Linked DNA regions of Mus musculus: region 2 is linked to region 1. A link is a contact called in public HiChIP or PLAC-seq data. All regions are on one chromosome and are shown on one strand. The core of a region is the stretch at or near the end of the contact, and the rest is flanking DNA. Distances in the headings are between cores, read along the strand shown. Region 1 overlaps Ano6 (anoctamin 6). Region 2 has its middle 79 kb from the start of Gm41389.

Evidence for each region. HiChIP or PLAC-seq counts read pairs in DNA pulled down with a chosen protein or histone mark.
Region 2: a contact with region 1 is called in a FOXA1 HiChIP or PLAC-seq map of pancreatic cancer cells. The contact joins two enhancer-like sites. A contact is called at or near these places in 1 of 115 datasets of contacts at active chromatin or transcription factors (pancreatic cancer cells) and 1 of 9 other capture datasets (liver).

Annotation. Positions count from the first base shown.
Region 1 is chr15:95,809,030-95,812,689 of GRCm38.p6, forward strand. All of the region lies in intron 1 of Ano6 (anoctamin 6), which reads left to right. Among named protein-coding and RNA genes, the nearest start is that of A130051J06Rik, 6.4 kb to the left of the region's middle. Within about 2 kb of position 1,637, at least 17 of the 459 cell types and tissues checked have an H3K27ac peak or open chromatin away from gene starts, as enhancers often do. A contact at or near this core is called in pancreatic cancer cells, where this site is marked.
Region 2 is chr15:95,988,322-95,992,469 of GRCm38.p6, forward strand. No RefSeq gene overlaps it. Among named protein-coding and RNA genes, the nearest start is that of Gm41389, 79 kb to the left of the region's middle. Within about 2 kb of position 1,365, at least 14 of the 459 cell types and tissues checked have an H3K27ac peak or open chromatin away from gene starts, as enhancers often do. A contact at or near this core is called in pancreatic cancer cells, where this site is marked.

The sequences.
Region 1 (3,660 bases), core at 387-2,886:
TATGCAATTCTCAAAGAACTGATAAATGAAGAAAGAAAAAAGAAAGCATTCTGGCAGCTTCTGTTCTCAGACGCCCAGCAAGTGGCTCTTGTGGGATCCTAGAAGGTTCTCCAGACCACCTTTGTGGGCAGGTGTCAGTCAGTATTCCTACACACCAGCAGTAGAACTACCTCAGCCACAGTTGGAAAGGGTAATACTTCTTATTCAGTTGGAAATGAGACGATTTCTTTTGAAGCTTTGTGGTATCTTGTAGTGATGTCATCTGCAATTTTAATCTACGGCCATGTAATTTTTAATATACTGTTTGGTTTTTTAATATAAAAATCAAAAGCATAACATTTTTTTCATTGATTTGTCATATTAAAAACAAAGTTTAAATTGATTTTTTTTCCTCCTTCCTCCTTGAGTTATTATTGTTGGTGGCTCTTTTATAGAAAATACCTTCCTGGCATTAATCTGCTTTTTTTTATTGTCCTCCTGGCAAATGTTTTTCAGATTTCTGTCTAGTACACAGCAGCGGGAAAGACTCATTAGGAGATTTTTCGGATGTTGAAATCTCTGAATAAAGTAATGACCCTGCTACACACTGACTTTCCAACCTTAGCAAGCTGTTGGTTCTTCAGAGCCTTTTGTATTTCCTGCTATGAAGGTAAAATGAGATAGTCTATGCCCATGGCTTGGCATAGAACCTGGGGCTACTGGCTATTTATATTGGCCCAATAATGTAAATCTTCTGATTTCAAATGAAACTACTGTGATATATAAAATACCTTAACTATAGCCATTCATTGAATGGGCTCTCAGCTAATTATACTGCTTATAGAATAAATCTGTTAATTATAATTTTCCATAGACCCTCTTGGGTGGGATTGCAGAAGTTAGATTGACATTCTAGTAAAAAGGAAGGCCCAAGATCATTGCATTGACGGTGATAGCACATGCTGCACTAATACTGCTGATAAGCATTACCTGTGTAACAGAGCTAGGGCCTGGAAATACCAAGAGGGAAATTAGCGTGAAGCAATGAATTCCTAAGTCTGTCTGAGTGTAGGCACACAGTACATCTTTAGTTAATTTTTATTCCTCTGGTGACTTCATTCAGTGAATACTGGGGCTCACTGTTCTTAATGTTGTAGTAGGAATGAATTAAAATGAATATATTCATTTACCTTCTGCAGTAAATGATTCTGATCGGGACCATTCACCAGCAACCTTCTTTGAAACCAGCGAGTGACTGAAACCCAGGGGAAGTTTGTTTTGTGGTTTTGGGGTTTCTCGCACTTTCCCATATTAATCCTCTTGGAGTTCTTCAGGATTTTTCTAACCTGGGTCAATAGAGTGCTTGAAATACTTCTATATTTGAGAACTCAAGTCAAAGCAAACATTGCCACGGGAAGGCGAGAGCAGTGGAGATGATGTCCTTGGCCTTTGAGGAGAAGCCGAGAAGGGGCCTGTGCTAATATGGAGGTGGATAGACAGGTAGTCATGGTAGGTTTGGGGAGTTGGTGCTTATAAGTTAATTAAGCACTTGGTGATCTCCCAAATATAGACTTGTTTGCTTAAGAATACTTAAAAGTAAACAAGGCAGTGGTTGGCATGATTGCAGACTAGATGACGTCACCTGGCTCAGTTCTGTCTTTATAAGGAAGTCTGTCCTTTAGCCCAAGTCTGAAGCTTGTGTTCCAAAAGCACTGGGGATGTGAGTGGAGAGTGCAGCATTTCTGCCATGATCTCTCACCTAGGCTTGCAATGGCCACTTCTGTCTCAGGTGAACATTGATCCCGTGGTGAGCCTTACCTTCATGACCTCATCTAACCCTAATTACCTTCCAGAGCCCCCAGGGAATAGCATCGGGTTGACAGACAGGATTTCATGTTATGAAGTTGGGGAGGATACAGTTAGTCTCCATCCCCCCCTCCCCCCCTATGTTATGTTGCATGCATAAACAAACAAGAGCGGTATAACTGCTTGAGTAGCTAGTATCCTGGCATCTTAGTAATTTTATTTCAATTTGTTTGTTTGAGACAGGGGTCTCATGTAGCCCAATCTGGTCTCAAATTTTCTATGTGTTGTAGACTGACCTTAAATTCCCCATCCTCCTGTATCATTTTGAGTGCTAGGGTTGCTGGTCTATGCCACCAGGCCCAGCTTAGATTTTATTTTTAAATGTGTATTATCTTATCTCTATTAAATTTACTTGGTCGGCTCGACAATTCTGCTGCACTCTCCCTGAGTAGAAAGCTAGGTAGATAGTGTAATGAATTAACAAGAGGAAAAAGCCAACAGTAGATTAAGACTGGTATGAGGTCACTTCCTTTCCTGACGTTAGTAGGATCGGACCTGGCTTCATTGGGTGACCTTGTGGCTCAGTTAGGGCAAACATGTCTTCTTAGGACAAGCGTATGAAGTTGGGAGGACATCACTTTGATAGATGAGGGAGCTGAAGTACAGGGTGACTCTACTTCTGTGTCATAGTCTTGCCTCTTCCTTAAGAAACATATACAGGCACAAGACTCTATTTTCTTTTGTGTTTAAAAGACTACATGGGAGGATGAAGAATGCGTGAAAGCAGGAGCTTTTTAGGAAATCAAAATTAAAGTAGGGGTTTGGAGTTAATTGGTGTGATGGGTTTGTATATGCTTGGCATGACTACTAGGAGGTGTGGCCTTGTTGGAGTAGATGTGGTCTTGTTGGAGGTGTGTCAACTGTGGGTGTGGGTTTTAGTACCCTAGTCCTAGCTGCCGGAAGTGAGTCTTCCTCTAGCAGCCCTCAGATGAAGATGTAGAACTCTCACCTCCTCCAGCCCCATGTCTGCCTAAATGCTGCCATGTACTCACCTTGATGATAATGGATGGAACCTCTGAACCTGTAAGCCAGCCCCAATTATATGTTGTCCTTTATAAGACTTGCCATGGTCATGGTGTCTGTTCACAGCAGCAAAACCCTATCTAAGACAATTGGCCTGAAGGACTATGGAGGGTGAGCCTCACACAGAGCTGAGACAAGGTGTTACCTCAGATTGCTATTGTGTCAAACTTACAATTCACTGCAGGTCACCTGAGCCCCCAGAGTCTTCTGAAGTGGAAAGTGTTGCTGGAGTGAAAGCTGTTCCTCTAGTCAGCTGGCAGCCTTGACGTGGCGCATCCCGCCTCTCAGGCCCTCACCTCCTCTAACAATCACCAGTGTCTCTGCCTGCGGCACCATGGAGGACTTCTGAGGCAGATAAACAACAGCGTAGATGTTAACCTGCATCGAAGCACGTAATTGCAGGCTGATGTGGAGGATTGTCCCAACTGCTGTGTGTCATAGACCTGAGAGGCCTTGTAAATACAATAATGCAGTTTGAACCAGAACTCAGTTTCCATATCAAAGAAGCAGAACCCCAATATGCATAATTTAAAAAAACACACACACACATTGTCTGTGAGAGTGCTGTCCCTCAGGGCGGTTCCCCATCTCGTCACGCTCATGAAATATTCAAAGATAGTTTTAGGTTGTACTCTGTTTGGTTTTGAGTAATCCTTCTGAGATATTTATTTCTTTGGATTGCGGTCTGTCTTTTTGATTTTGGTCTGTTAAATATTCCGCAAGTAATAAAGGTTTGCCAATTCGGAAAATACCTTTGAGAGTGTCAGAACTCTTCTCACTCCTGAATGTACT
Region 2 (4,148 bases), core at 115-2,614, 180 kb after region 1:
TAAGCCCCTGCTTATGGACTGGAGTTCAAGACTGCATCAAGACTCTTGACACAACAGCTGTGGGCCAATCAACCATTCAATCTTTCTTCAAACTGGACAAGGATAAATTAGGAGAAGACCCTTCCTAGACTTTAAGAACCCCAGTCCGTGAGAAGAGATAAGAGTCCCCTTCCACCTCTGCTTTGCCAAGGGTCTTTTTTTCTTTTCTTTCCCACATGCCCGCTGCATGTTCCTAACTATGGATTCTGTCTTCTTCTGTTCACGGTGTGTGAGATTTCTCCACAGCTACCCACCACACTCAGGATTTTTCCTGCCTTTTAATTCTATAACGCATTGAGAAAATGAACTGGTAAGACTCCTAGATGGTGACAATATGAAAATAGCAAAACCATCTGGGGAAATAAGAGTTCTCGTGGAAGTGGGGGTGGGGGAAGTAGAGGCAGTATGAAGCAGATTGTGTTCACATACAATATATACAAATGTCAGTACATAGTACAATACCAGTGTACAATGAGTATACTTGATGAAAAGTGAACACACACACGTACACGCACACTCTTAGCTGCTAAATGATCCAGCTCATCTCACATGATTACTCCAAGACCGTTTAAATAGCCAAGGCCTGGAATCAATCTAAGTGTCCATAACAAACAAATGGATAAGTAAGATGTATCAAACATACACAATGGAGTATATAACTCAGGCATGAAAAAAAAATGAAGTTCTCTAATTTCTAGCAAAATAGATAAAATGGGGCGACCTTGTGTTAAATGAAATGAGACAGACACAGAGAAGTTCAGAGGAGATGGCTCATTGGTTAGGGGCACTTGCTGCTCTTGCAGAAGGTGGAGGTTCAAATGTTAGCACTCACATGGTGGGCCACAACCATGTGGCACTGCAGCTACACACACAGACATAGACACACACACACAAACACACAAAAATATAAATGAAAGATTTTTTTTTAAAAAAAAAGCAGGCACAGAAAGAAAAGTTTATTCTCACAAGGAAAGCTGGGGAGCGAGAGGAAGCCTACCTAACGGCTGCAAAGATGTTACTAGGGATTGGGAGGGCTGGGCCATAGCGCCCTGGATGTGTGTATGAAAACAGCAACTCCAGTATATGTAGATAAAACATCCTATTAAAAATATCTTGATAAATTCATTTCACTTCATTTCCTCCTTATCAAGTTGAGAGGATTTAAATATCAGATTTATAAATGTTTATCTCTGGAAGTACTTTAAAAAAAATAGGGGTATATCCCCTATTTACTCTAATTATCTAGAGGCTGAATAGACAAGAGACAGTGGCCCGATCATGATCAGAAAAGGACTCTGACTCATAGCCTGCACAGAACACAAGCTTTTATCTACACTAGCCAGCCCAGGTGGCTCTAAGCCAGACGTACACCATCTCCAGTGACATTCCAAGTAGACAAACAGGAACTTTTGTAACAACCAACCTGATATTGCCAGGACTTGACTAGTAACTGACATCCACCCCAACTTTTGTCTCCAGTTGCAACCTAGAAATCAGGGAATGCAACGCATGTGTCCTCACCCAACTCTACAGTACACCAGGTTCCAGCAGCTGCCAGTCGCTTCCCTGTCAACAGCCTCCAGTCACGACACACCTGTTGCTTCCTCGTTTTCTGCACAACTTTCCCACACCTCTCAAAGTTTGCGAGTGTCTGCTCAAATAGAGGTGATGGCGGTTGACTTCCTTGCTATAGCAGGCTGTGGGTCGATAGTCTTACATTGTTATTATTTGGTTGGATTTCACATTGCTAACAATGCAGAGGGGGTGGGCGTTGTTAGGTGTGTAGGGCAAATATTGAGGAGCTTTAGTTTTGGCTAGCTTCCACCCTGAGTCACAGGGGAGGGATTCTGATAGCTGCCAAGTGGATCTTCCAAAAGTGTGTATCAAGCCATTAGGCATGTGAACTCAACAGAGAAATTGGGAGTCTAAGGGAGGTTTCAGGGGTGGAGAATGAGAACAAGAATCTAATCTTTGCCCTGGTGAGGACTCTGCTGCTCAGCTCTCTCTGTGGTGCTCTTTGAGTTTAGCCTATCTGATTCAATGGAGAGTTTGGTGATTGTTGTGAGTAATATTAAAAAATGAACCTAGCAACTCTCCATGAGCCAGACTGCACTCCTGCACTCCTGCCAGCCCACCAACTCTCCGGCCACCCTGGTCCACACTGCTATGATCAGGTGCTTGTCCCTGGCACCGCTAGTTCTTCCTTAGCCATAAACTCATGTAATCAGGGATCCCACATTCCAGTAACTAAATGGAACCACCAACCTCGAGGTTGCATATCACAAGACCCAGTAACTCGGTAGAATCAAGACTCTTAAAGCTTAATTAACCAATCAGATTTATATATCAACAATATCACAGTTTACAAGATGCCAATTCAATAATTTCAGAGCCAATTGATAATGGTAAAAGCTTTATCCCAATATTTCTAACCTTGTGAAATCATAGCTACTTGTGGCTGGAAAACATCACGTGGGTTCACATCCCCAGCCATCTTGGTTCCCCCCTACTCTAAGATGCTCCTTCTCTCTGGGTCTCTTAGCTCTTCCTCCCTTTTCCCTGTCCAATCACAGGCCTCCCACTGCCCTAATGTGATTGGACAGGGAAAATCCTGCAACAGGTGACAGTTCTCACAATAGGGACCTATGGTGTCACATTCCTGAGCAGAGGGGAATAGCACAGGCCTCGCATAGAGCCTTGGACTATGTGGAACATCAGAGGATAAACAGTGGAAAACCATCCTGGGGTGACTGGTGAGGACCATTTCCTTCTGGGATGTGTTTTCTTTCACATGTAGGTGGCCCCTCAGACTCCTGGTTTCCTTCTTGAAATGATGCTACATATGGAACATTTCACAATGCTCGTGCAATTTCAATTTTCTTGCTTAGCCAGCTAGAAAAAAATGCCTGGCTGTTGCTACACGCATATAATTTTCACTCTGTTATCTGGGCATGTACTTCTCTGTGATCTTAACTGGTTCTCGTAGTCAGAACGATTTCACATGGAAGTCCACCCAGCAGACTGTGACCCCTAGTGCTCATGGGCCTGCACATGTGTGGATTACCACATTTTCTGTGTTGTGTGAGGTGAGATGGTCTTACCACAGCTGAGTTGCCATTTTAAGTACAGAACAGGGCACAAGGGCTCATTTCAACCCCGGGCCTTTTATCTCTACTTAGAAAAAAAAGCAAACAAGTAAAATTTTGCTCTCAAACACACTCTCTCCAGCAACATCTGCTTTCCCAGAGCTCTATATTTAGGATACAATTTTTTAGGACCCAAACTGTGTAGTATCACTGTTTCCAGAGCAGGGTTGAAGAGAGGTATTGTTCAAATGATTCCAGGAGATAAACAAAAGGGAAATCTTCTCAGGAGATCCCAACAGCACACAGAATGTTATCTTCAACTTTTCATTTCTGTTATGCTTGGGTATAACTAAGGAAGAACATATAGCCCATCCTGGCTGTTTCCCAAATATTCGAAAGCAAACACACATAGGGATGCTCTGCCAGGAACATGACTGGTGGAGCAAATCGGCCTTAGGAACTCTCTCACCAGATGGTGTTCGGGAGAAGCTATCCCATTAATGCTTGCCTTCACCTAGGATGCATTTTTAGGCCCTCTTCACAGGAATAAATCATGTCATTACCTATCTTATTTCAATCTTGGAGACTGCACTAAGAGCCCAAGACAAAAATCTTCCTATATAATGTCTTACATGTCACCTTCGGGAAGGCAGCTACCCACTCAACCTGACAAGTCACACGGGCACATGATTGTGGCACTCCACATGGTGGCATGGGGCCCTGGCTGTCTCCTCCAGACTCCGCCCTGCTACCCTATACTTCCTTTACAGCTCCAACCTTGGACTCAGCAGTCTCAAGTTCTTGCTGTTCCTGCAAGGAATTTGAATTTGGTTGCCAGCACCCATATTAGGAGGCTCACAACTACCTGTCATTCCAGCTCCAGGGTGTACAGTGCCCTCTTCTGGCCTCTATGGGCACTTGTACTCACGTGCTCTTACCCATAGGCACACATGGATACACATAATTTTAAAAAATAAACATAGAGCTCTTACCTTCTTTATCTGGAAACTCTCATGAAGCCAC